Regions from separate parts of the Rattus norvegicus genome. Here region 2 is linked to region 1. Evidence: chromatin contacts called from public Hi-C data. All regions are on one chromosome and are shown on one strand. Each heading gives the region's core, a stretch centred on a gene start, on an enhancer-like site or on the middle of the called end of the contact. The rest is flanking DNA. Distances are from core to core; before and after follow the strand shown.

Evidence for each region. A called contact is a pair of places that touch in the nucleus more often than the background predicts.
Region 2: a contact with region 1 is called in a Hi-C map of Schwann cells, with 4 times the contacts expected there. The contact joins the promoter of Zfp868 here to the promoter of LOC108348302 in region 1. A contact is called at or near these places in 4 of 12 Hi-C or Micro-C datasets (the A7r5 cell line, Schwann cells, hepatocytes and 1 more).

The regions. Positions count from the first base shown.
Region 1 is chr16:19,662,681-19,667,081 of GRCr8, reverse strand. LOC108348302 (zinc finger protein 709-like) reads right to left here and starts at 1,721. Exons shown (of 6, transcript XM_063275932.1): 1 at 1,590-1,721. It overlaps Atp13a1 (ATPase 13A1), which reads left to right and starts at 1,962. Exons shown (of 26, transcript NM_001106079.2): 1 at 1,962-2,344. The coding sequence starts at 1,967.
Region 2 is chr16:19,795,255-19,799,272 of GRCr8, reverse strand. It overlaps Zfp868 (zinc finger protein 868), which reads right to left and starts at 2,697. Exons shown (of 5, transcript NM_001009538.2): 1 at 2,579-2,697.

The sequences.
Region 1 (4,401 bases), core at 472-2,971:
GCTCTAGAGACATCCCCAAACATGAGGCAGATCTTGTTCATCAAGGAGGCAGGACACCCTTTACCTTTATGGTGGCGCTGGGATTCCCTCCACAGATGTCAGATGGCTCAGCCATGACTGCTGCCCTATCTTCTACTGCAGGGAGCATGTGACCACTACAACAGGGAGGCCACCACAGGGAGAGCCAGCCATAATGGGAATCACCCACAGGTGTTCTCCCCTCACACCAATCAGCCTCAGGTCCCAGTCTCAGAGCCCACGAAGGGAGCGGGCACTTACCCCTCCCTATGTTTGGTTTTGTCAGTCCCTGTTGTGCATGCACCATTTACGCTGTGTGACACTATTCCTACAGAGGTGTGAACAAATGTCAACTCACCCCAGGGATGACAGATGACTGTCATGAAAACACTGAAGTTTAACTTAATGAATCAGAGAGTATTACTGGAGTCATAGCAGGAATATGGCTGCTTACACTTAGCCGGCACGGATGACTGAAAGGTAGTTGTGTCACTGAAAACGCACCTCCAAATGGTGACGACTCCAAGCTGTAAACCTAGAGTTCTCCCTACGACTTGCAATCAACTTGACTGCTCATATAACCTTAGAGAGGAGTGAACCTTGTGTGCCTGTTAAGTTTCAGGAACGTCCTAGACTTTGAATTATTTCCTGACTCTTCATGGATCTCTCTGTAGAGTCAGGCAAGAGCATTTGCTGCTGAGCCCAAGGACTAGAGATTCCCCTGGGGTGGGGTAGAGGGAAGAGGAGAGAAGACAAGACCAGCCTTTAGACCGTCCTAAGTCCTCTTATCAAGCTTTCTACCAATCAAGAGAGAGAGAGAATGAATTGCAGTCAGGGGGCCGTGTGGGGTTTTCCATCTGTTTTTACAAGCAATCAAACCCAGGCTTTCAAGAATGCTAGGCAAGCACTCTAACACTGAACTAGCCAACACTTTTATTATTTTTTTAAGTTTGGAAAAAGTCTCATTAAGTTCCTGAGATGAACTTGAATTTGTCATCTTCCACATGAGATAACCTGCACTACCAAGCAAAATAACATTGACAAAGAATAAAAATAAGCTATGTTGGACGTGGGCAGAGCAACACATGCCTTTAATCCCAGCACTCAGGAGTCCAAGGCAACAGCCATTAAGAGCACTGGCTGCTCTTCCAGAGGACCTGTATTTAATTCCCAGCACCCACACTCACAATTAATTGTAACTCCAAATCGAGGATTCAGACGCATTCTTAGGGTCCCTGTAGGAATTGCACACAGGTCACACACACACAGCTATAGGTAAATACATGCTTACAAAGAATTTTTTTTCAATCTTCAAAAACTCTCTTATGGTTGTGTTCAAATAACAGTGCTTGTACAGAATAGTTGGGTAAAATATCGTAATACATTTCATATAAATATCTAATTTTCCATTTATGTTAATGTGACTATTTTGTGTACTTATTACCAGTATGGCTTGTACGGAAAAGGTACCTTTCCGATACCTTGCAAAGGCTCCGCCTACTACCAAACCCCGCCCTCAAAAGGTCCCACCTCCTAAAGCTTGAATCTTTGGGTAAGCTTTTCTCCTTCACCTATAGAGGCCTGTTCCTAGTGACTGACAGATGCCTAAGTAGTTGGTGAGAAGCGCAGGGCTCTTCCGTTTCAGGTTCTTTCGATGATGTCAAGCCCGCCCTGCCTGCCGAATCTTTTCCGGTCTTAGTCCGCCGTGGCCGAATTTAGCAAGCTGATTTGGACCTTTGATACCTTCTTTGTCATGGCAGCGCTCTTAATCTCCTTCCAGCCACAGCCTGACATGGCGGCGCCCTGAGCAGACACTTTCTATCCCATCTAACGCTTTACCTAGACGTTTCCTATTCCTGAGGCCACTCATGGAGATCAAGCCTCACCGGAAGTAATATACCGGAAGAAGGCGGTGCCTCTGCCGGAAGCCAGCGCAGCGCTGGGAAAGATGGCGGTGGTGGGCAACGCGGTACCTTGCGGAGCCCGGCCTGGCGGGGCCCGGGGCAGCGGGTCTCCTCAGCCTGGGCGGCCGGGCCTCGCTGCCGGGCCAGCGCTCATAGCGAGCGGCGACGAACTGGTGGCCGCTGTATGGCCATACCGGCGGCTGGCGCTTCTGCGGCGCCTCACCGTGCTGCCGTTTGCCGGGTTGCTGTACCCAGCCTGGCTGGGCGCCGCCGCCAGCGGTTGCTGGGGATGGGGCAACAGCTGGACCCAGATACCGGAGGCCGCACTGCTGGCCCTCGCTACCATCTGCCTCGCGCACGCACTCACAATCCTGTCGGGGCATTGGTCTGTGCACGCGCACTGCGCGCTCACCTGCACCCCGGTAAGTGCGCGCGCCCGACCCCGACTGGGACCCAGGCACAATGGGGCCTAGCAGGGTTCCAGGCTGCAGCGGGCTTGCGTGTCTCCAGTCTGGTCTGCAGCCTTCCAGCTGCCTCCAGCAGCGCCCCCTGCCCTATGGCTCTGACCCCGCTGTGACTCGCCAGGCTATTGTGGCATGGTCTTTTTGACTCACGAGAAACAGGAACAGACTTAGAGCAAGACCCATATGTTACTGTTTGTGTGACTTGTCATCTTAGCTCCCATATGGTGTATTGCTCTTGGAACGGTCCTGTCTTGGTTTTCTTTTTCTTTTTTTCTACAAGACAGGATCATACTATACAGCCTTGGGGCGTCTAGGACTCACAGAGAACCGCCTATCTCTGTCTCCAGGTTAAAAGCCTTTCTGGCTTCTGTGTGTGTGTGTGTGTGTGTGTGTGAAGTGTTAGGCTAGACCTGTGGGGTAATTTCCCAAATGCATGAAGCCAAGTCCTACCGCCCAATGTTCAGCCTCTGTCCCGTGCTAGACCCAAGAGTGAATAGTTCACCCTGGTGCTGAAGATGGCCAGGAGCTACTTGTGACTTACTAGCTTAGAGTCTCAAGTTATCTGTAAGATAAATGTGGTTAAATGAGGGCTTGTCAGGATATGCAGCAAGGCGGTGTAGTCTAAGTTCAGAATTCTAAATACAGTGTCTCTACAGGAGGCACCGACTATTAGGTGTTCTAGGTTGGCAGGTAACACCCAGTGACCACACTACAGATCCCACCAAATTTGAAGCCTGGGGCACCGATATCTGCTTTGGGTTGGTCTTCAGAAAAGGGAGGCAGTGTCAATGATTGCAGGAAACACCTGAATGCCCTCATATACACCCTCTTTGGCTGTGTGTGTGTTTGTGTGTGTGTGTGTGTATGTGTGTGTCCAAGAGAAGACACCCTGTTTCATTAATATTTATCCAGCAGAGGGGCCCAAATTTCTGAACATGGCAACCAGGTTGCGTGGGTGTGCTGTGCAGGAGGGCATTGGATCCCTAGCATCTATAGCTGGGAACTTCCTCTCCTCTTCTAGAGAGGAGGAGTGGGAGGAGCTAAGCAGCCTTGAGTGAGGAGACTGATCAGGCTTTGCTTCCCTCTAGGGTTTCAGTTTCACCTTACTGTAAAGTGAAAGCTGAAACACTTCCCTCCAGGGTCACTGAGGAAAACTAAGGGAACTTGTAAAGTGCAGGGCCAGCACCCTCCATGGCATCTTTACTTGTCTCCCCCTGTGTTAGTTTATCCTTGTGTGTTAGTTTCAGGGTCACCACTGTGTGTCCTACCTCCACCTCCAGTCATTGCAAGGCCAAGCAAAAACAGCATGGCTGGAACGTTTATGTCATGAAAGTAGCCTGGATAAAACCGTTTGGGAAGAAGGTGGACTCATTTGTTACTGCAGAAGGCAGATTACCAGTCAGAGGAGTCCCAGGGAACTTTAGATGGAGCCACCTGGGGAGGGAAGCTAGCTGTCTCAGTGTATGTGCTTTGTGCAAAAGAAAATGTTGTAGAGGAAGAAAGCATCACACACACACACACACACACACACACACACACACACACCCCGATATCACAACACAGTGTAGTCAGAGCATAATTACTTCTGAGGAACCTCACAACTAAGTTACCAAGAAAAAAATATGCTTATGGTTTTGCATCACATCCTTAGCTGTCTTTGGCGTCACGTGTCCACAGGCTGTAGATGGGTCATGGTCAGACACCAAGACTGAACTCAGACACAGGCAAGCTGGGTGTCCAGTGTACTGGGGAGCAGTGAACAAGCCAGAGAGAGCCGTTGTGGCGCAGGTGGGTGGGCGGTGGCAAGATGTGAGTCGTGTGAATGGAGAGCCAACCAGATGCTCCATGTTACTTGAGCTCAGGTCCAGAAGCCTGGGTGGTGAGTTTGCCCGGTGACTTCAACCTTATAATACAAAATAGTGATCAAGTAGGGCGTGGCCAAGCTAGCACTAGAGCCTAGGGACATGCCTACCCTCCTCTGACCCTATGAAGGACATGTACTTTTGGATTAAGAA
Region 2 (4,018 bases), core at 1,448-3,947, 130 kb before region 1:
GGTTCAATTCCCAGCACCCTGGTGGCTCACAGCTGTCTGTAACACCAGTTCCAGGGGATCTAATACCCTCCTCAACCCTCCCCAGACACCAGTACACAGACTTAAACACAGGCAATACACCCATAGAAATAAATATAAAAATAATTTTAAATCATGATCATGCTATATTTAAGGGAGAATAAGACTGTATGTCAACAAAAGGAGAAGTAAGCTTTTTCAGAAGAAATTAAAAAAAAAATGGTTTTGCCCAAAGAAAATCTCAAAAATCAATAAAAATTCAAGGAACTACATTGATACCATAGCAAATGTATAGGATACACAATTCTGCCCTGCTCCTGTACATTGGCAATAAGCCATAGGATGTGAAAATAAAAACACTGGCCTGCTTGTATATCAGTAAAGATGAACGGCACAGAGAAAAGTAAACCCAGACGGAACAAAGAACTGCAGACAGGCTGGGTGTGGTGCTGCACATACTCGAAAGGCAGAGGCGGGCAGGTTGCTGTGAGTTCCAGAGTCCCTGGTCACACAGGTCACACGGTGAGACTTTGTCTAAAGAGACAAAAATAATGGGTTGGGAGGGGGAGGCCTGCAGAGAGTAACTACAAATTCCTTATTTTTGAATTATGCATTTTATACATATAGGTGTTTTGCCCCCCCGACATTCATGCCTGGTGACAATGAAGGCCAGAAGGGGGCTTTAGATCTCCTTCGGCCTGAAGTTAAGGATGGGTGTAAGCCTTCACGTAATCACTGGAAATCCACCTACAAGAGCAGCAGAGCTCTTAGCCACTAAGTCAGCTCTCCAGCCTCACACTATAAATCACCAAAGAAAGCAATGAACCTAATACAGGGAATGCCACTGTAGGATCCTGGACATCAAGTGTTGAAGGGCACAGTTTGCTGTGTCCTGTCCCATGCTGTGAAAAAAAAAAAAAAACTGTGGCTTTCCAGGCAATGCCTGGCCCTGAGTGACTCCATTTGACGGGAAGAGAATGATTACAGCCGGTTCATGCTCAAACAATACTATCTGTTCACCCAGATAGCACAGACTCCTAAGGCTTGTTCCTGAGAACAGAAAGGGAGCTACTCTATAAGTTTATCAGGGTGAGCTGAGACTAGAGGGGCACGTGAATGTATTACAATGCTATCAGGAAAACCAGGAAAGGTTTTCCCTCTCCTGGCTTCTTAAAGTGATAAACACCTACTACTCCTAGGATGTCTAGCCCCAAACCAACCTATGATCTGATACCTGGCATATGAATCAAGAAAGGACAAGCAGGAACTCCTATCTCTGAGGTTTCAATTCAACTAGGTCCCTTGACGCAGTCTATTCAACTGCCTGGTCCTCCACCTATTCCCTACCTAAACCTGGACCTGAGCCCACAGTTGCCTGTCCTTAGAGCCTGTTTCTGCTTTCTATCTAGAACTGTCAGCAAAGCTGACAAGCCTGAGTCCTCCCTGGGACTTGTCAAAGGCTTCCTCCCTGTGGCACAAGTTGTTTGGAGTTCCTTATTAGACAAGCTCTACCTACATATCTATCAGCCTACTTCTAAGCCTTTTACCTGTATTCATTTTATAAACTAAATATATGCATAGATATACTGTGTTTGTGACATAAGAATTCATATTAATAATTAAGACTAAAATAAATCCCACATTGGCCTTGTCCCGATTACAAAAGTGAAATCATCTGGCAAATTGCTGCCATCAAAACCTTTCAAATTTATTGTTATTCAAAAACATTCTGATACTTTCGGAGGATACAAATGTGCCCATCTATATTTCTAGCATAGAAATATAGATGCTCATGACAGGAAATCTCAATGTCAGCTCTCAGTTAAAACTAGAAGCTCAGCATACGTCCAATAAAAACCCTAAGATAAAGTAACAGCAAGTGAGTTATATGCGTGGAAATGAAGAGAAGACCCAGAATGGTGAACACAATACAGAGGAGTCAACCACAACACTTGCTAACAGTTCTCAGCGAAGGTCAGTACTCAAAACAATGCACTATTTGTGGGAGGGAAAACTAGCAAGCCCACAAATGCATAAGCAGAAATAAAAACAAAAATATAATCAAAGGATGTTTGACAGAACAAAATAAATTCAATGAGACAAGTCATATTTCCCAGAGCTGTTTCTAAACACCTTTGCAAAGAAACTCACTGGACTTTACAAATGTCGCAAAATTAACCTAAAGAGGGTCCCATACTTACATGTGGAACGCAAAGTTCAGAACTTCTCGAAGGCAGCACAAAGAACCCAGACAGCCTTAGTCTAGCAAGCAGCCTTACTAGCAAGCGCAATACTAAAACAAGGCTGTGCGCGCCAGCCCGAGTCGTGACGTCATCAGTGCACTGGCTCCCTCCCTCCCCCCGCAGGGCGGGGCCTCCGGCTCAGCTCTGACGCGGAAGAGGATCAGGGCGGAAGTACCTACGGGCTCAGGCAGAGGCCTAGGGGTCGCAGTCCCTCTGTCCCCGCGCCCACTGGCCAAGCCCCGGGGCGGGCCCACCACCCCGGCTTCCGCGGCTCAACCGATCGCTCCTCCCGTCAGAGGACAGCGGCCCTCGCTCACCATGGCGCGGCTCCGAACTCGCCCGTGCTCCCCTCTCAGCTCCAAGCAGGGACTCCCACAACGGCCTTTCTCAGGCTTGGTTAAGAACCTTTAGCTAGCATGGCGGCCGAAAAGAACCCGCTCCCCGCCTCCCAGGAGCTTCTGATTGGACAACCTGCCTGGAGATCTTGATTGGCTAGATCTGCTCTGCGTGGGCTGAGTGACACGAGCGGCTCCTCTGGACGCTCTTAGGCTGTGAGGCTAGAGCCCATTGTTTAGTGTTGTGGTGGCCAGCAGGTGTCAACATAGGCTCATGGCTTTTGTGTGTACTTCTAGGTGTGCCCTACTGAATGACCAGTAAATAGTTGACCATGTCAAGCCAGTTTTATGACTCTGTATACCTAGGAACAAGTTCGCCACCAGTGACAAAGATCAGAAAGTCATAAATTCAAGGTCATTTTCCACTACGTAGTAGTTTTGAGGCCAGTCTCTGCGGCATGACACTCAAAAAAAAAAAAAAAAAAAAAAAAAAAACCTAATTAAAAGCTGATCATGACTTTAATCCAGCACTCTAGAGGCAGAAGCAGGCAGATCTCTATGAGATCTAGGCCAGCTTGGTCTACACAATGAGACCCTACCTCAAACTAAAAAGTTGTCCGTCATTGAATGGTTCAGTCTACAAATGTGCTGCACATACACTCATGTAGGCTCACATGTATTGCATGTAAAATAAATATTTACACATCAACTCTACAGCAGCAATGGCATCTAGTGAGAGCGAGTTAGATGATATCCCAGAATGAGAACTCAAATGATGATTTTAAGTATGTTCAAAGACACAGACAACTGAACAAAATACAGAAGGCAGTGGACAGTATGAAAGAGGAACTCAACATAGAGAAAAGCCAGTCTGAAATGTGGAAATAAAAAACTGTGGTTAGCCTCATCAATAGAATAGACCAAGGAGAGAACTGAATGGCTGAGCTTGAAGACACAGTGGAGGAAGTGAACAATCTAACAGGACATAGGTAGCATGAAGATAATGAGGAGTTATCAGTGAAAATGGCGGATAGGCACAGCACTGAAAAGACCACATTCAGGGCTGACAGGCATGTGTCTGACAGACTTTCCTAGAAATGTCAGAAGTCTCATCAGTCATGACCTGGACAAGGACACCAGAAAACATGCTAATGGGAACAAAGGCCACAGAGGTTTTAAGCCAATGTGGTCCACGTGGCAAGTTCCAGCCTAGTCAGAGCTACAGAGTGAGATCCTGTCTTATTTTTGTTTTTTGGTTGGTCTGCTTGTTTGGTTGGTTTGGTTTTGGTTTTGGTTTTGGTTTTTAATGTATACAGTGTTCTACCTGCATGTATGTCTGTAGACCAGAAGAGGACACCAGATCACACTATAGGAGATTAAGAGACACCATTTTTATGGGTGCTGGGAATTGAACTTAGGAAC